Linked DNA regions of Gossypium hirsutum: region 1 is linked to region 2. Evidence: chromatin contacts called from public Hi-C data. All regions are on one chromosome and are shown on one strand. The core of a region is the stretch at or near the end of the contact, and the rest is flanking DNA. Distances in the headings are between cores, read along the strand shown. Region 1 holds the start of LOC107918781 (protein enabled homolog). Region 2 holds the start of LOC107918698 (ureide permease 1).

Evidence for each region. A called contact is a pair of places that touch in the nucleus more often than the background predicts.
Region 1: a contact with region 2 is called in a Hi-C map of leaf, with 2.4 times the contacts expected there. The contact joins the promoter of LOC107918781 here to the promoter of LOC107918698 in region 2. A contact is called at or near these places in 5 of 34 Hi-C or Micro-C datasets (callus, leaf and petal).

What each region holds. Positions count from the first base shown.
Region 1 is chrD13:16,578,667-16,583,298 of Gossypium_hirsutum_v2.1, forward strand. It overlaps LOC107918781 (protein enabled homolog), which reads left to right and starts at 3,115. Exons shown (of 2, transcript XR_005922774.1): 1 at 3,115-4,002; 2 at 4,299-4,632. LOC107918580 (a long non-coding RNA gene) reads right to left here and starts at 2,985. Exons shown (of 4, transcript XR_001690159.2): 1 at 2,381-2,985; 2 at 2,120-2,244; 3 at 1,815-1,908; 4 at 950-1,352.
Region 2 is chrD13:16,433,495-16,437,960 of Gossypium_hirsutum_v2.1, forward strand. LOC107918698 (ureide permease 1) reads right to left here and starts at 1,703. Exons shown (of 7, transcript XM_016848286.2): 1 at 1,553-1,703; 2 at 1,173-1,439; 3 at 794-932; 4 at 533-707; 5 at 284-413; 6 at 1-192. The coding sequence starts at 1,409.

The DNA of each region.
Region 1 (4,632 bases), core at 1,865-4,364, 150 kb after region 2:
ATTTAATAACATTCTTAAAATGAATATTATAAAAATAATGCATAACCTACTTTATTATTTTTAAATTGCAATGTATATTTAATGTGCTAAAATATCATTAACAAAACAAATAATTTAATTTTGTTCTAAACTAAAAAGAAAAAAATTAGAACTAATAAATAGTTTGAGAATTATATTTTACATCCAAACATAGATACGGATCGAACTATTTTTAGTTTCATTGCATGTACTTAGGGAGATAATAGACAAAAGTCGAAGTCATAGAGACAGATTTGTTTCTGTTTGTTTTTATTTCATTTGCAATTTTGGTTTTTTCATGTTTTGCTACTGTTTTCTAACTTTTTGTCACTACACCTGATTGTTTCATACCCTTCGATTCGCCACCATACAGCCATGCATATTAGTGTTTAGTATTGGACAAATAGTTAAACTGATTAGATCAACTCAATATTTTAAAATAAAAATTCTAAAAAAATAATTAATTAAAAAACTATACACATTTAAATAACAATAAGACATAAACATCAATTATTCATTACAAATTCGATTAAAAATTTTAATACATGAACAAACTTTAGGTTTAACTTTTTCTTCCCTGTTTTGGTTTGGGCTGAGTTGAGTCTTGGGCTTATTTATTAATTTTTTATTTCTTAGATTTGGGCTAACTAGTTTAGGAAATAAGCTTGAACTTTTATTTTCTTTTGCTGATTTAGGCTAAGAAATTTGAGAAAAAAATCCAGGCTCAAAACAATGACTTTTCAAATCGATATATCAGTGATTCTTCATTCGACTGAATGATCTAGCCCTATTTAATCTGGTTTAAACAACTATGCCATGCATTTATCAAAAATTTTAACAACCATATGGTCTATTAGTAAAGTATTAAAATTTTAACCTCAAATATGGACAGTAAAATCTAAGTGAAAAATACAAAAAAACAAAATTGCAGTTCCACACAAAACAACTTTAAAATACCAAAAGTATCAAACCACATGAGTTCTTAACATTCTCCTTTTCAAACATAAGCCCTCACACAAAGGCATACATTACTATCAATTCATCAACATTCCAATTAATCACTAAAAGATTCTTAGACTGCTATTACTTGAACGAAATAACGAGAAGCAGCAATTACTTTAGTTGTTTTTACTTCTTTAACCTGGCCAACTTCAGATTGGCTTCTCGGATAGTTTCTCGCAATCTCTTTATCTCTGCTTGATCCTCCAATGTTTGACGAGTCTTTGCCAACTTCAGATCGCTTTCTAATCTCCGGTAAATTTCAACTCTTGATTGTTCAATGGTTTTGAAATATTTTGTTGAGCGCATTAGCATTATGTTGATAAACCTCGTATCTGTTGACGACGACAATTGTGACATCCAAAGGTAACTAAAAATCCTATCTCTACATATCATTACATATAATTGAGAAGAAATGAAATGCTAAAAATTATCTTCAATATAACTCAAAGAAACAATAAATTCATTAAATAGTAGCTTGCAACCATTACTTTGGAGCAAATCATCTAACCAACTTTCCCAGGCCACAAAATCTCCACTGTCTCCCAAAGCACCCATATTATTAGAATTCAGGATTCAAATATGCTGGAGGAACTTATAAGCAAAACAGAATAAGATATTGGTCTAAAAATAAGCAAATAAAATTAAGAACTTTGCAACATGATAACACAATAAATAAGGAGAAAAGTAAACAGCATTATGCATAGAATTAGAAACTGACAACTTCCCTACTCAGGATTTCCTTTTTGTGTGTGTGTGTTTCTACCTGATATTTCTTGTTTGGTTTGGTATCTTACCATAAATGTAGATTGGGAAATAAACAAATTGGGAGTAATTCTTCACCAAATTCTGAATTCTGGTGGGATCTGAGAATTCGTACTTGTCATCTGACTGCAGGAGAACAATATCTTAGACATTTGGCACTCAGAAGAATTGTACATTTGAAGAACCAGAAATTTCTAAGGCAATTGTATTTGTAACATTAAACACTACATTCAAATCTCAATGTTATTTATTATCTTCCTTTAAATTTTTAAACATGCAAATGCAAATACATTCAAATAGGGTGTAAAAGAGGAAAAAGAATGAACAAATGTAGTACCCTTAAATAAAGTGTAATCTGTGTACCACGGACTTGAAGATTTTCTAGATTAGTTTCCTCCCTATTCACATAGGAGCTACTGTCTGCTACAACTTCCCAACGTATTGCTTGTCTGATTTTGGACTCTTTGTAAACACAACAACCCGTTCAATAAACATATAAACAATCAACCCAATTAGCTTGAAAATTATTGAACGAAAAGGCTTCATACATGAAGCAAAAGATGAGAATGCAGGTTATATTAAGCTGACAGCATGTTACCTTCTCAGCACCAAGAAAAACAGAATAGGATTCAACACTAAATCGCCCAATCCAACACCACCATGTAAATCCCTAAATATTCCACCAAAAGCAGAAACAGAAGAGCAAAACCCAGGAAAAGCAAAAGAACCCACCTCTGCTTGGTACTCAAAATTCTCCCTGAAGGTCTCTTCGGCCTCCTTCTCAGGTACAGTTGAAGCCTCACATTAAACCACTATCTGGTTGTTTCTCTTCTCAAGTTTCCACCTCAATCAAAAGCAAGAGAAGGCCTTGTTGAGGGCATTTGGAGTTAGAAAAGCGGTTCTGAGATTGAAGGCCTTGTTACGGTTTGTCAAAGGGAGACAGGGTTGGGAGGAAATGGGATTAAAAAAATTTAAATTGATAAGTTGGTAATTTGTTGATGATTACAATGGAAGGAAGAAGAGAGGGAAAAGGTCTCAGACGTGAGAAAGAAATGATAATGGTGAGGGTAAAATTGAAATCTTAAGTTACTCACCCATTCCCTGAATTGTCATTATGTGGGAGACCACCAAATGGTAAACAGCATCTTTGTCCTGAGTAAGCCGTATGGAATAGGACTGTGATAACTCATTACAACCAATCAAACAATAGTTTAATGATGGGTCGAATTGAGTTGTAATGTATTGATATTACAGCCAACAAAATATGCTGTAAATTTTACCAATAATATCCCTTCAAATAAATTAAAAAAAGAAACCTTGAAGCATTGTTTAGTGGTGGAAGTGATTAGTGAATTAATTAAAAGGATGAAGATACGAGCTTTTACTCCACCAATCCAAACATTAATGTTTTGAGATTTATTTTGTTTTAATTATTACAACAAATTTATTTGCCCATCCCATTTTCACATGGTTATTTATCCCCGTATCACTACTCTCCCATCCCTCTCCCTCTTCCCCACCATCCCTCCCCCTATCACAAGTGCCTTCAATTTTTTGCAAACCTCCCCACCCTTGCCCTCTCCCCCTCTTCCCCCTATTCTTTCTTCACCATCATCCCCACCACCATTACCACCGTCGCCGCTATTACTACTCTGTTCCTTGCATCAGATTGGTGTTGTAACATTTGTGGCTTATGAGTTTACATTAGATCGGTTAGAGTCCATTTTTACTTCAACCTAACCCAGATTTCCATTTTTATTTTCCTTCTCACCTATTACATGTTTCATTCTTTTTCACTTTTGGCCTTTTTAAAGCAGTGAAAATAAACATAAGCGGGAAGCAATTATCTTAACGCGGAACGCGTTGCGCCGATTATTAGATTAAATGCGAGCTTCCAACTTGCTTTAAAGTATACATATTTTTCCCTGTTTTGTTATGAAAATATTTCATTTTCCAGGGAGTTTCAAACCAGCAGGTGAGTTTCAGTTTCAGGCGGTTATGGTGATAGTCTTCTGATAAACCAATTTCGGCCAGGTTTTTTTTTAAATGTTTGATTGGTTGGCTTTTAGTGTATTAAAGGGAAAATGGAGAAATCATTCATTCCTCATTTGGTTTTTGGTGTTTTGGTTGTTTTGGGCGTGTCTTTGGTGAATGCTGAAGACCCTTGTATTTCACCTGGACTGTTACTTATGGTACTCGTTCTATTCTTGGAGTTCCCCGGTAGGTTACTCTGATCTCTAAACTGTCAAATTCTGAAATTGTGTTTTGGGTTGATGAAAGTAATGTGCTTTTTTATGTGTATGTTTCTAGGTTTCTAAGAAAAAAAAGTTTTGATTTTTTGTTGTTGTGAAGGTTATCCTTCTTATCAATGGGCAGTTCACTGGACCAAAACTTAATGTAGTGACTAATAACAACATTATCTTGAATCTCATTAACAAGCTTGACCGGCCTTTCTTGTTCACATGGTATACATTGGTTCTTCTCATTTTACACTTTGTTCTTTGCATATGATTTAGGAAATGATGGAAGCATGAGTGAAGCAGATGAACCAAGTTATAACGAAGATGGAAAATGGTGAGAAGTGCAAAGGCAAGAATGGATGGCCATGGAAGAGAATGAAATGGAAGGACAATGTGGCTAGGCTTCTAATAGCAGTGGTAGTGGGGAAGAAGGGGAGAGGGATGGGAGAGCAATGATAGGGGACGAAAAATGGTATTTTTGTTAAGTCTGTAACGAAAATAATTAGTGATGCATGTTGTAATACCTAATTTTGCCCGGCCCAAATCAAATAAATAAACAAAAAATATATAAAAATAAAAATAAAAACAAAATTATTAAAAGTCCATCAGT
Region 2 (4,466 bases), core at 453-2,952:
GACGAGAGCAATTACGAAACAGGAGACAGAGAAGTAGAAAAATGCTGTGTAGACAACCAACTTGGGAACCCCTTGTTTCAAAGTGTGCCATTGATCGTTTGTTGCCAAGTTGAATGCCGGTGAGAAGAGGGAGAAGCAAACGCCGGCGAAGAAAGTTAAGGTCAGTCCAATGAACATGCTCTTTCCGAACACCTGCAGAAGAGAAAACACAGAACAAAATGAAGCCAAGACCAAATAGACTTCCCAAAACTGAAAATGGTGAAGCTGAAACTAACTTCCCAACCTTGATTGACCTCCTTTTTTCAAGCTCTATCAAGAAGGTTGCTGTTCCGGCTTTTGCCTTGCGTATAGGACCACCCGCGTTCTCTCGATCCTTTAAAACTGCTTCTTCAGACGCCGATGGAAGCACAGTCCTGGAAAACACTGATCAATCTCATGATTTGCATATATATAGTAACAAACCAATCAAACAGGAAAATGAATCAAAATCAAAATTTGTTTAGGTAATGTATTGGAAGGAAAACGAGCAAACCCTTTTCCAGTTTCATTATCAATTGGCCAACTGCTAAGCTTTGCTTTATAATCAGCTGCATTGGATGAGTGAACAGCTGATGCAAGACAAACAGCAACTAGGAAGCAACCAACACCAGGAAAAAGGATCTCAGCTTTGTTTATTTTTCCATCCAAGAAGTAATTCAAGGTTGTACCTGTTAGAACCAAAGAAAATTTAATCAATGAAATCAGAAATCAAGTTCTTTTCGATGTCAATAGATTCAAATATTCAATATCTAACCTATAACAACAGTCATGCTTGATGAAATGACTTCTACAACTGATAAACCAACAAAAGCCCAAGCATATTGTGTAGAAAGGTTTCCCAAGCTGAGAACCACCCCACCAGCCATTGCGAATAAAACCGAAGACCAATTATCCTGCATCAAATTCCCATGAATATATTACATTCGGAATGAGTGAAGGGATTGCTGATATTGGGATTCCAGCACCGAACTTGCTAAATACCATTTCTCTGAGTGGCTATATGAACCAAGTGGGTTAAGCACTTAGAATCTTTTCAGCTGTAGCAAATAACAGTAACCTTTTATGTTCTTTGAAATGGAAAACTAGACTAGAAGACTTTCCAAGATAGCAACAATCCCAACTGGGAAACTCACCTGGGAAAGTTGCGTGAAGAAATTGGGCCTTTCAACCGTGCTGTCCCCAATTTGGCCAAATGTTAAAGCTATAATAACAGCAGCCAAGAGATTTGTGATTGTATAATCAAGGTAAGTGTGCTGGGGAAGGCGTCCTCGCCTCTCTAGCAGAGTGATAAGTGCAGGCCATGTACCCAGGAACAAAAGAGCTAACAGCATACACACTATGGCACCCCCTTTGCTCTCCACTACATACATGATCTTCACTCCGTAATATCTGATACAATCCTAAAACCATGAAAAACTTGTCAGTTGAAAACATGTTCTCCAATCATCTTTTCCCAAGCACTCCAATGGAGTCATTGAAAGATAATACAGAAAGGTATCCTTTCTAACTTTACCTTGAATCTCGGAACTAGGGAAAATAAAAGAATAAAATATGCTGAATCCAACTGGAACCATCTGCTTTATAGTTTATCTTGTTAAAGCAGATTCGTTTGACTGCAACTTGTTTTAGATATTTGCACGTTTCTTCTTTCTTTCCGCCATACATAGTGGGCCAAAGTATTGCTAACTATTAAATTTATAAATATAATTTTTAAATTTATGATATCTTCATTATATCAATATAGAATATATATACTAATAGCTATTGTAGGGGTTGCATAGATGATCAAATTTTTATTGGTTGGTGGGTATATTTTCATGTTTCTATGAGTGGAAAAATAGATGAATACTCAAATGGGTGGTATTTTAATGGGATCTGATCCAGCTTGGCTATATCAGGTTTATTTTTTTAATGAATTTGATGCTTTTATTCCTTTTTGAAAGGGTTTGCAGAAGATTGCGGTCCAAGCTGGCTGTATTGTCCCCAAAATCAAACATGACATAACAGATATGGCTGGTTATATATATGTATTTAATGTTTAAGCATACCATTAACCGACAATCACAAAGTGTTCTCTAATATTTTAAAATAGGACACAGTACGCCATTCTCAGTGATTGGAAGCAAGGTTACAGGAGTAAATGAAAACCGATGATATTTAGCTGCAAGCAATGCGAATACAGACTCTTTTTTTTTTTTGTTTATAAAGTAGGAATTGAACTATAAAATTTTTGAATGTAATTTTATTTTGAGGTGTTAAAATACAATTTTTATTATTTATTTACTTTTAGTTTTATCATTTATGTCCCCTTAATCTAATTTTTGAAAACTGAATTAAAATGATCAAAGTCTAAAAGGATTGAATCCGTAATAAACCAATTCAAAAAACTTAAATATTGAAGATTTAATAATAATAATATCAACTTTATGCTTAGCAGTGTGTAAAGTTTGCACAATTTCTCTTTTCTGGTCCCCGTCAAAATGTTTAAAAAATTCAATATGACCTATAAATTATTTAATGCCCTTGATTGAGACCTGCTAAGATATAATTTCTTTTACTTTTTCTTTCTTTTTATACAGCTAAGATATCATGTGATATATTAGTCAACTTAAGCAAGCTTAAATAATTAAATTATTTAAGAATCCTATAAGTAAGGGTATAACATAAAACAAAATTCAATTATTTTATTAAGCGTAAATTGTGAATTCAATTTTTATTTTTAAATTTGATATTTTTAATCTTTTTATTTTAATCATAAATAATTAAATTTATTAAATTAAATATTGTTATTTACAAAATCTTATTCGACAAATATATGATTACATGTGTAATATCATTTTATCATGTTATTTTCACATTATACTAAAAAATCACATTATTTTAGTTAATAAATTTAATGGTTATAGCTTGAATTAAAACTAAACCCTAACTATTAAATATGTTGAGTTAAATTATGTTATTTACAAAATCTTATGCTGACATATCATCAGATATATTATGTCATCTCAATCTACTATTTCCAAATTAATACTTAAAATTAAGTCACATTATTCTAGTTAATAAATTTAATGACTATTGTACCAATTAGGATTAAAGTCTCAAAATTCAAAATATATATATATAAAATAGCAAAACATTGACTTCAAAATATTTTGCCGAAACAAAAATATGTTGTAAATTCATATCTTTGATATTTATATGAGGGTTAATATCACAATTAGGGGTTTAAAGTTAAATACTTGAGAACGGTGTTTTGACGAGGATAGGTTAAAAGATGAAGTCGTTCGTTTCTTTTAAGAGCTATATTTGAATGATGATTTTGATAGGGATTGGATACTAGACTTTGGTTTTTTTTTTTTGAAGAATTGCCCACGGTTGTCAAAGAAGCTTTGAGTTCCAGAGTCACTAAAAAGGAGGTTAAGGCGACGCCTGGTAAGGATCTTCATGCAAGAGTTTATCAAAGTCAGTGGGATATTGTTAGAGAGTCAATGTTTCAAGTGGTGGTTAAAGCTTTTGAAGGCAGGCCGTTGGACCCAAGGACCACTAACACTGTGTTGGTTTTACTTCCGAAGGTGCAGAGACCGGAATCGTGGAGCTAGTTTAGACCAATAAGTTTGTGTTCTGTGGCATACAATACTATAAAAAAAACTATTGTGACGAGGCTAAAGTTCATATATCATACCTGTACTGGTGGCACCAAATCAGGTGAGCTTTGTGACTGGTTGTTCTATTAAGGATAATGTTATGATGATGCAAGAGGTGATTCATTCAATGCAAACGAATAGGAGGAGACCAAAGTAGATTACAATTAAAATTGATCTAAAAAAAGCACACGGTCGAATTAGATGGGAATTTCTTAAGGAAACTTTAAGGTATGCAAGATTATCGACTCATTTAATCTTTGAGGTTATGAATTATATTACGAGCTCAACCAAGCAAGTCTCATGGAATGGGGAATATATGAACGAGTTCAAACCTTCAAGAGGGGTTTGAAAAAGTGATGTTCTATCACCATATCTGTTTGTACTCTATATGGAAAGGTTAGGCCATTGCATTAGACATGCTATTGAGGAAGAAACATGGGAGACGATATGGTTATCTGATGATGGACCTAGTATTTCACATCTATATTTTGCAGACGATCTAGTTCTTTTCTGTAAGAAAAATGTACAAAAAGCCAACATGGTGAATCACATCCTTCAGAAATTTGGGAGATGTTCGGGCATAGAGCCAACAAATATAAATCCTAAGTTATCTTTTCAGAGGCAGTGGGAAATGGCTTAGCAAACCAAATCACATGCACACTTGGGGTGGAACATGTTGCGAATTTGGGTAGGTATCTTGGTGTCCCAATGTTGTATAAACGAGTCACTAATGCCACGTACTCGTTCATAATTGAAAAGGTTGGAAAAATGTTGAGTGGATGG